Linked DNA regions of Hordeum vulgare: region 1 is linked to region 2. A link is a contact called in public Hi-C data. All regions are on one chromosome and are shown on one strand. Each heading gives the region's core, a stretch centred on a gene start, on an enhancer-like site or on the middle of the called end of the contact. The rest is flanking DNA. Distances are from core to core; before and after follow the strand shown.

Region 1 (3,856 bases), core at 792-3,291, 350 kb after region 2:
ACTAGATACATAGGTCTCCCGATCATCACTGGCAAGCTTAGATTAGCGCACATTCAATTCATCTTAGATAGAATTTGGGCGCGCCTCGCATGCTGGAAAGGAAGACTGTTGCCCATCGCGGGCAGGCGCGTGCTAGTTCGTTGTTTGCTCTCGGCCATGCCCACATTCGCCATCAAAATCCTACGAGCACGAATAAAATTTTCAAGGACGTCGACAAGGCCCGGCGGCGTTTACTCTGGGCGCAAGACGAGGCGATCTCTGGAGGGAAGTGCAAGGTGAACTAGCAGGCGGTCACCAGACCGAAACATGCCGGGGGCCTGGGCATTCACGATCTGCCGACTTTTGATCGAGCCTTGCGGCTCCAATGGCTCTGGCTGGCCTGGACCCAGTCGGCCCACCCCTGGGTTGGCACGGGCACCCCATGCAACGCCGCCGATCACGCTCTGTTTGCGGCCTGCACGGAGGTGACCATCGACAATGGTGCAACAACGTCTTTCTAGACCTCCTCCTGGATAGGCGGCAGTCAGCTATGCCTAGCATACCTAGCGATCATCGCCCAATCCATCCGCAAAAACAGGCCAGTCCGGGAGACGTTGCACCAGGACAGTTGGATCTTGGACCTTCGAGTGACTATGAAAGCATCATGCACCTGGTGTTGCATCTCGCTAGGAAAATCACGAGCGTCGGAATCATTCTCAAAGAAGGGAGGGCGGAAACGATTAGGTGGACACCGTGCAGTTCCGGCAAATACACTGCATGGCCTGCCTACGATGCCCAGTTCAATGAAAACCCAGCGCTGAACTTAAAAACATCCATATGGAGGGTCTGGGCTCCGGGCAAGATGAAGATGCTCCTATGGTTGTTGCATCTGGACAGGCTCTGGTGCAACGACAGACTTCAGCGTCGCGGCTAGGACAACAAATATTTTTGCCAGCTCTGTGTGCGGCACCTCGAGACTTCATCGCACCTCTTCTGGGAGTGCTCACTAGCCATCCAAGCCTGGAACAGAGTGGCAACTTGGGTTGGATGTGGTGTCTTATCACATAACAACTGTGGCAGGGGAAAAACAACGACTGAGTGTGTCCAGATGATCATCGACAAAGCTCCTCCATGCACAAGGAAGGGAACCAGATCGATGCTCTTCTTGGTAGTTTGGTACATTTGGATCGAGCGCAATGCGTGCACTTTCAGGGAAAAGACCTCAAGCGCAAACACCACCACTAAAGCCTACCGTCGGGACATGGAGCAATGGAGAATCGCCGGAGCCAAATGCATTGAACATCCTTTTAGGGGCATACCATGAGAACTAAGCTGGCAGTGTATTTGTTTTCTCACACCATCGATCACTTGATCAATCCCTGTTTTCCGCTCTCTTCCTGCTATTGAAATGGAATCCAAAAATGGCCAATTCAAAAAAAAACTTTCAACATGTACTTCCTCCGTTTCTTTTCTAAATATAAGTCTTTTTAGAGATTTCACTAGGAGACTAGGAGCTGTTTGGGACTGCTCTACTCCTTAAAATTCAGCTCCGCTCCAGAAAAACAAGCCAAACAGGGTAGCTCCGTGATATGGCGCTCCACAAAAAACTAGAATCTGGGATATAGCTTAAAGTTTTTATGAAAATCTTGACAGGTGCTTCAAAAAACTCTAGAAGCTGAAGTTGGTGGGGAATTAGCCATCACTGCCATTAGTAAATAGATACCTCTTCATTTCTCCCCCTCAACCATTCAAATAGTTTCTTTTCATCAAATTTTTTATTTTTGGAGCTGGAGCTAGATGTAATTCAAACATTTTTTTTGATAGTGCTATAGTTTGTGTATGAAACTGCTCCAAAATGAATTTGATGAAGTGAAACTGATTTTGATGAAGTGGAGTAGTCCCAAATAGGTCCTAGAAGCAAAATAAATAAATTTATATTCTAAATAATGTTTATATACATTTGTAGGTGATTCGGAACATCTGAAAAGACGTATAGTCGTTTTCGCTAACGCTCTCCACCACGCGTCAGGAAGGCGCTGCATCTCATCTTATAAAGTTGGGCAACTCGGCTTCGCCTTCCTCAGCAGCGCTCGCAACGTCGCGGGACGGGAGCACACTGACACGAGTCAGCAGCACAGCAGCTAGCCATGGCCGCCCCGAAGCTTGACCGCACCCCGAGCATCCGCGAGCGCGTCGAGGACACCCTCCACGCCCACCGCAACGAGCTCGTTGCCCTCCTCTCCAAGTGAGTCGCCGATCAGCCACCCCGCCCAATTGTTCGCTCGTATGCCTCTGCTCTGCTGACGATTTTTTTGCCCCTGCTTTGGTCGGTTGGTTCCCGTAGGTACGTGAGCAAGGGGAAGGGGATCCTACAGCCGCACCGCATCCTCGACACGCTCGACGAGGTCCAGGTCTCCGGCGGCAGCGCCCTCGCTGAGGGCCCCTTCCTCGACGTCCTGCGCTCCTCCCAGGTGAGTCGTCACGTCGCAACACCGGCTGTTCCGTGCACGCGCGGGTGTCCCTGAATATTTATGCCTCTCGTGAGCAGGAGGCGATCGTGCTGCCGCCGTTCGTGGCCATCGCGGTGCGGCCGCGGCCGGGGGTTTGGGAGTACGTCCGCGTCAACGTGCACGAACTCAACGTCGAACAGCTCAGCGTCTCGGAGTATCTCCGCTTCAAGGAGGAGCTCGTCGACGGCCAGTATGTGTTGCTCCCTCCCTGTTCCTTCCTGCCATCTCAGCTCCAGCGTTGGCTCCTTTTGCCTTTACCATGGTCAATTTTTTAGTGAGAGGTTAATGTTGGGCTTGAGAGGCCGCCATGACGGCTGAGGCCATGTTAAGAAATTGACAACTTAGTAGCCTTCAGACTTCTCCTGGGTGATGGAGCTGGGATTCGGTCTGGCTAATCGGCTGCTTCATATTGCTTAGCCTGTCTTTCTACTGGGATTTGATGCCCGCTGGTGTGTTGTAGCCTTATTAGACAGCTGTTGTTGCTAAGTGTTATTAGAGTTCCGCGTTCCAGGTTTCTAGTTGAGCAGTGGTTCAGTGTCGTCAGGTTTTCGCCCCATGGTGGGTGATTCGTTTCAGCATCACCTACAGTGGGTTTCCTGGCGATGCTCCAACTCGCTCCCCCCTTTCAGTCCCCTTGTGCGCTTATGTTGGTTTATGGTCAGTTTCCTTTCGGTTTGCTAGTTCTTGGGTAATTCAGACTACAACAGACTGATGTATTTCCGTTGATTGCAAATTAATGGAAAGGGGTGTGAGCCCGGTTGAAAAAAAAAGTAGCCTTCAGAATCAGTACGGCTCTATGCTGGACTGCTGGAGCTGTGGTTCGACTCTTGCAGAGTGATGATATTAAAATTAAAACCAGCTAAATTGTCACAAGTGGCATTGTTTTATTTCAGCTTCTATCACCATAATTTTACCTCGTGACCTGGCAGGCACAACAACCCCTACGTGCTGGAGCTTGACTTTGAACCATTCACTGCCTTAATCCCACGCCCGAGTCGGTCATCGTCGATTGGAAATGGCGTGCAGTTTCTCAACAGGCATCTCTCTTCGATTTTGTTCCGCAACAGGGATTGCCTGGAGCCCCTGCTTGATTTCCTTCGCGAGCACCGGCACAAGGGGCATGTGAGTTTTGCTACCGCCGAGGAAATCTTTGCGAGAAACTTGTGTTTCATGTGCATATTTGTTGTTAATTTGGGAAGCTTTGCATGTGTGTTCCGCAGGTGATGATGCTAAATGACAGGATACAGAGCGTGGGAAGGCTTCAGTCTGTCCTGACCAAAGCTGAGGAGAACCTGTCAAAGCTCCCAGCTGAAACACCATACTCACAATTTGCTAATCAGTTAGTATACCCTATCACATTGTGCTCC
Region 2 (3,998 bases), core at 178-2,677:
CTTAATTTAAAAATTGGCCATGATTGTTTAATTTTTAAATTTCTAGATTTTCTATTGATTTCAGAAACCCGTCCTAATCTCTGTTCTTTAGAATTTTCCCTCCAAGTAGAAGTTTTTGAAAAATATTGTGGGATTTGACTGCTTACGTCAAAGCATTTTATTTCATTTGGTAAATTCAGTGGAAGCATTTTTATAAAAAAATTGCCAAGCTTCACTTCTTTTAAAAAATGCTCTTTATTCCTTCAAGGACCTCTTCTAAACTACAACCATTTTATATATTCATTCAAAAATTCCAAAAAAATTTGTAGATGTCATGTGATGTTTGTGGATCATTTTTATGCAAAAACCCAGCCACGTGTTTTGGAAAATTTGAGCAAATGATCCTCTTTTAAATTCTGGTTCAGTTTGATGTTTTGAACTACAACCCTAATTTATTTTGCCCCAATGCTCTTGGGATTTTTACTGCTTGTATTAGACCCTACCAAACCCTAAAGTATAGGAGATCATGCCCTTCTAGAAATTTTAAGACCATGCAACAAACCCTTGAAGTTGCTGTCGAGAAATGATTTTCTCAAAAAGTGCACTAACAAGTTTTTGCTTTGGCCAATCTACCTTGCCATCTTATTGTGCATCTAAAGAGACTTTGATCTGGAAATTTTGGTGGCCAGCATAACCCCATAGATGGCCCTAGAATTCTGTCGAGCACCTTGTGTGCGTGGCCAAAATTGGCATGATTATAGATTTGCTTTATGGACTAGCTCCAGTGACCAAACCAACATGTCCCTCAGCCATCCCTTGCCCTCTAACCTAGCGTCCTAGCCTTGTTAAGTTTCGTAGGCGTTGGATCCCTTTTAAGGGCGCTGGCATTTCATGCTGCCAGCCAGCGCCACCGACCACCTCCTGCATCGCCACGACGCGCCCTCCACTGCCATGGCCGCGCCGCCGTGCTTATCCACGGGAACCGTGGGAACTGACATCATCTGCCTAAATAAGGGGCACTCGATGCTCTCTCGGTGGAATATGATCACTCCTCACTCACCTAGTACCTCCCTAGAGCAACCATATCAACCGGGGAGCTCGTCCTCCCTCGCCTCCGGCCGAGGCACCCACTGTGGCCTACCGATCATCTCGGACCAAACCGAAGAAAATCTCCTCCCCATTCTTCCCCACCATTAGCTTTACCACGACCCTGCCGTAACATTTCAGTTGCCATTTTTCCTAAGCGAGCCCGTGGCGGAAGTCCTTTCTCCACCGGAGCTCCCCTCCACCATGGATGAAGTGCTCCTGACCCTCGAGCTCCGCCGCGCCCCTAAGCATCTCAAATGGACGCGACATCTCCTCCCGAGCATCTCCGTATGTAGATCACACCCAGTGGTAACCTGTGTCGTCAGGAATCGCCGCTGGAGTTCACCTCTATTCCTGCCGAGACACGGGACGGTGGGGGATAAGCACGACACGTGGGTCCCACCTGTCGGTGAGGCAGCCTCTTCCTCGATCGTGCAGCTGCGCGGGTGCACTTTCCCCGTCAGGAGGCATATTTCATTGAGTATGTTTTCCTCTTTAAGAGACCCTTTATGATTAAACCGTTTTCTTTCATGTTTATTTTTTTTAAAACAGAAATTTGAGCCAAGTTTGACTGGCTTTATCTTTTAAACCAAAGCTCCAATTGACTCGATTCTTTTTCTGTTGTTTCTCAAATTTCATCTAGTTTATTTTAAGATTTATTTCAAAAAAAAATTCAAACAACTTTTAGTACTTTTTAAATTGTATGTTGATTCGAGTATTTTCAAAATAGGATTTTGGAGCGAAGATTAAAACTTTCAAAAAGTTTTGGTGTGCACCTCACCTCTGTGCACGTTGAAGGCAAGCATTCTGAACTTGGACATAATAATTGTTTTGTGTTCTTTGCTATAACAAATAAAGTTTGCCGCTATGCTAAAGTGGAGTGACATTATTTCATGTGGAGTTATAATCATGCCTATAAGTAAACAATGAGAATTTATTTCTGTTTCATTTGAGATGCATGTGACAGTAGTCACTACCTTATGCCACACATGCCTACTGGATGAGATCCGAAGGAGTCTCTGTCTTGGGAAGACACGACCTTGGAGCTGACATCTTGTAGAGATGAGGATGATCAGTGAGGCATGATGGAGTATGATAGGTGCTGACCCGTTCTGGAATTGTGAAACATGCTTGTTGTGCTAATCATGCAGGGAAAAATATAAGCCTCCTGAGTCGACCATAGATCGAGTCTTGGTCCAGTAACCTCCCTTACTTGTTTCGTACTACCACTTGTCCCTATCGAAGGAAGGATACGGTTGAGTAAGTCGTCAACACCTTTCTTGGCACACTGTACAGGAGGAGCCATTGTGGAAGATATGAGTGGCCCCTCATAGGTATGTCACTTGGTCCGGGGGCATGGGTTTTTCGGTCTACGACCGAATGGGTTAGCTCCCTTGTGTGCACTTGTTATAAATATTGTGATCCCATGCTAATAGATATTTGGAATCTTCCCACTCAGAGTTTTACTTAACGAGTGTTGTGGGTGAACCCAGACATCAGGAAGTTGGAACTGGTCTGTGCAAGTTAGGTGTGTTTTCAACTCAAAGACCGAAATCGGAATTAGTTGACATCTTTCATTGACTAAAAGACCCATTACTCGTGGGTAAAGAGTACACCTTCTACAGAGTTTTATACCTATTCGGGTAGGCGTGTCCGCCGTTAAGGACTACAGTCTAGGATAGGACAAGTGTCGGTCTTCGGAGGAAGTTAACTTAACCATGAGAATAATCGTGAAATATGGTGGATGATTATAATTATTATTTTTCCATGGACTAACCCTTCGGATATATGAACGTTGAATATCCGTTGGACGGTTTTACCTCCTTGATATTCATTGTTATTATTTCATATAAGTCCTTTATGTGGTGTCTCTTAGACGCCCAACTGTGGCAACTATCATTATTACCATATAAAGTCCTTTATGTTGTGTAGCGTAGACACCCGACTGTGGCATGCATTTATTATAAGCCCTTTATGTGGTGTCGCTCAGATGCCCAATTATGGTTGCACTTTATTATCTCTTATAAGCCATTTCTGCGGTGTCGTGCAGATGCCTGGCTAAGGCGTGCTTATTATCTTTATCCTTTCGAGGCGTCGTTCCACACAGCCGATCGGAGTATTTCCTATTTTTGGAAATATTCCGGAGGATTACCGCCCGATATTCATTTAATTTTCTTTCATTAATTTTTTATTAAATTTTCAGTATGGATACATCTCATGCTTACCTTCATTTATGATGTCAGCTTGTGAGTGGCGTAGTACTAACGAAATATTTTTAAATGCAAATTAACCACCTGCTATTTTATGTGTGTTTTCATGATGTTTGCGAGTACATGCAAAGTACTCATTCGCTCGTCCCTGGCTATTGTCTTGGCCAAATTCCGTGTTTGGAAAGGAGCATCCCGATGATAGCCCCACAACCTAGGCCCCGAAGACAGCAGCCACGTGAGACAGGAACTATCCAGGTCAGCTATTCCTATGGGAAATGGAGTCCTAGAGAAGTTGGAGACCCTCGAACCACTTCCGCCATGAAGCACTAGAAACCTTTTGTTGTACTCCATAGGCCTTCATGGTCTTGTACTTCAAATTCTGTAATTGCTTGGATATTTGTATCAAGGAATTGTGCACCAGCTAAAAGTATTCCTATTGCTGGTATGCGCAAGGGTCATTTTGATGGGAATTTAATATCCCAGAAAAACCGGCCCTGACACATCTTCCCAAGGAAATAGTTCCTTTACAGGTTCCTTTCTCAAGGTTTTGTGAGCATCCATTATGTATGGAGCTATTGTATGTTTGGGAATGTTAATCCTTGGTGTTAACCACCAAATTATTGTTATTACCTTCGTTTGCCACACCAATTCATCATTGAGAACCCTAGCTTTCAGCTTCACCCATCTGAGGTATGTATCCGGATTATCCGGTCGTAACAATCG

Evidence for each region. A called contact is a pair of places that touch in the nucleus more often than the background predicts.
Region 1: a Hi-C map of leaf shows a contact between it and region 2, with 4 times the contacts expected there. The contact joins the promoter of LOC123448679 here to the enhancer-like site in region 2. A contact is called at or near these places in 1 of 6 Hi-C or Micro-C datasets (leaf) and 1 of 1 datasets of contacts at active chromatin or transcription factors (embryo).

The regions. Positions count from the first base shown.
Region 1 is chr4H:385,743,194-385,747,049 of MorexV3_pseudomolecules_assembly, forward strand. LOC123448679 (sucrose synthase 4) reads left to right here and starts at 2,042. Exons shown (of 15, transcript XM_045125646.1): 1 at 2,042-2,224; 2 at 2,324-2,450; 3 at 2,528-2,679; 4 at 3,419-3,611; 5 at 3,710-3,828. The coding sequence starts at 2,127.
Region 2 is chr4H:385,390,689-385,394,686 of MorexV3_pseudomolecules_assembly, forward strand. No RefSeq gene overlaps it. Among protein-coding and RNA genes, the nearest start is that of LOC123448678, 160 kb to the left of the region's middle. Within about 2 kb of position 1,428, at least 2 of the 3 cell types and tissues checked have open chromatin away from gene starts, as enhancers often do. A contact at or near this core is called in leaf, where this site is marked.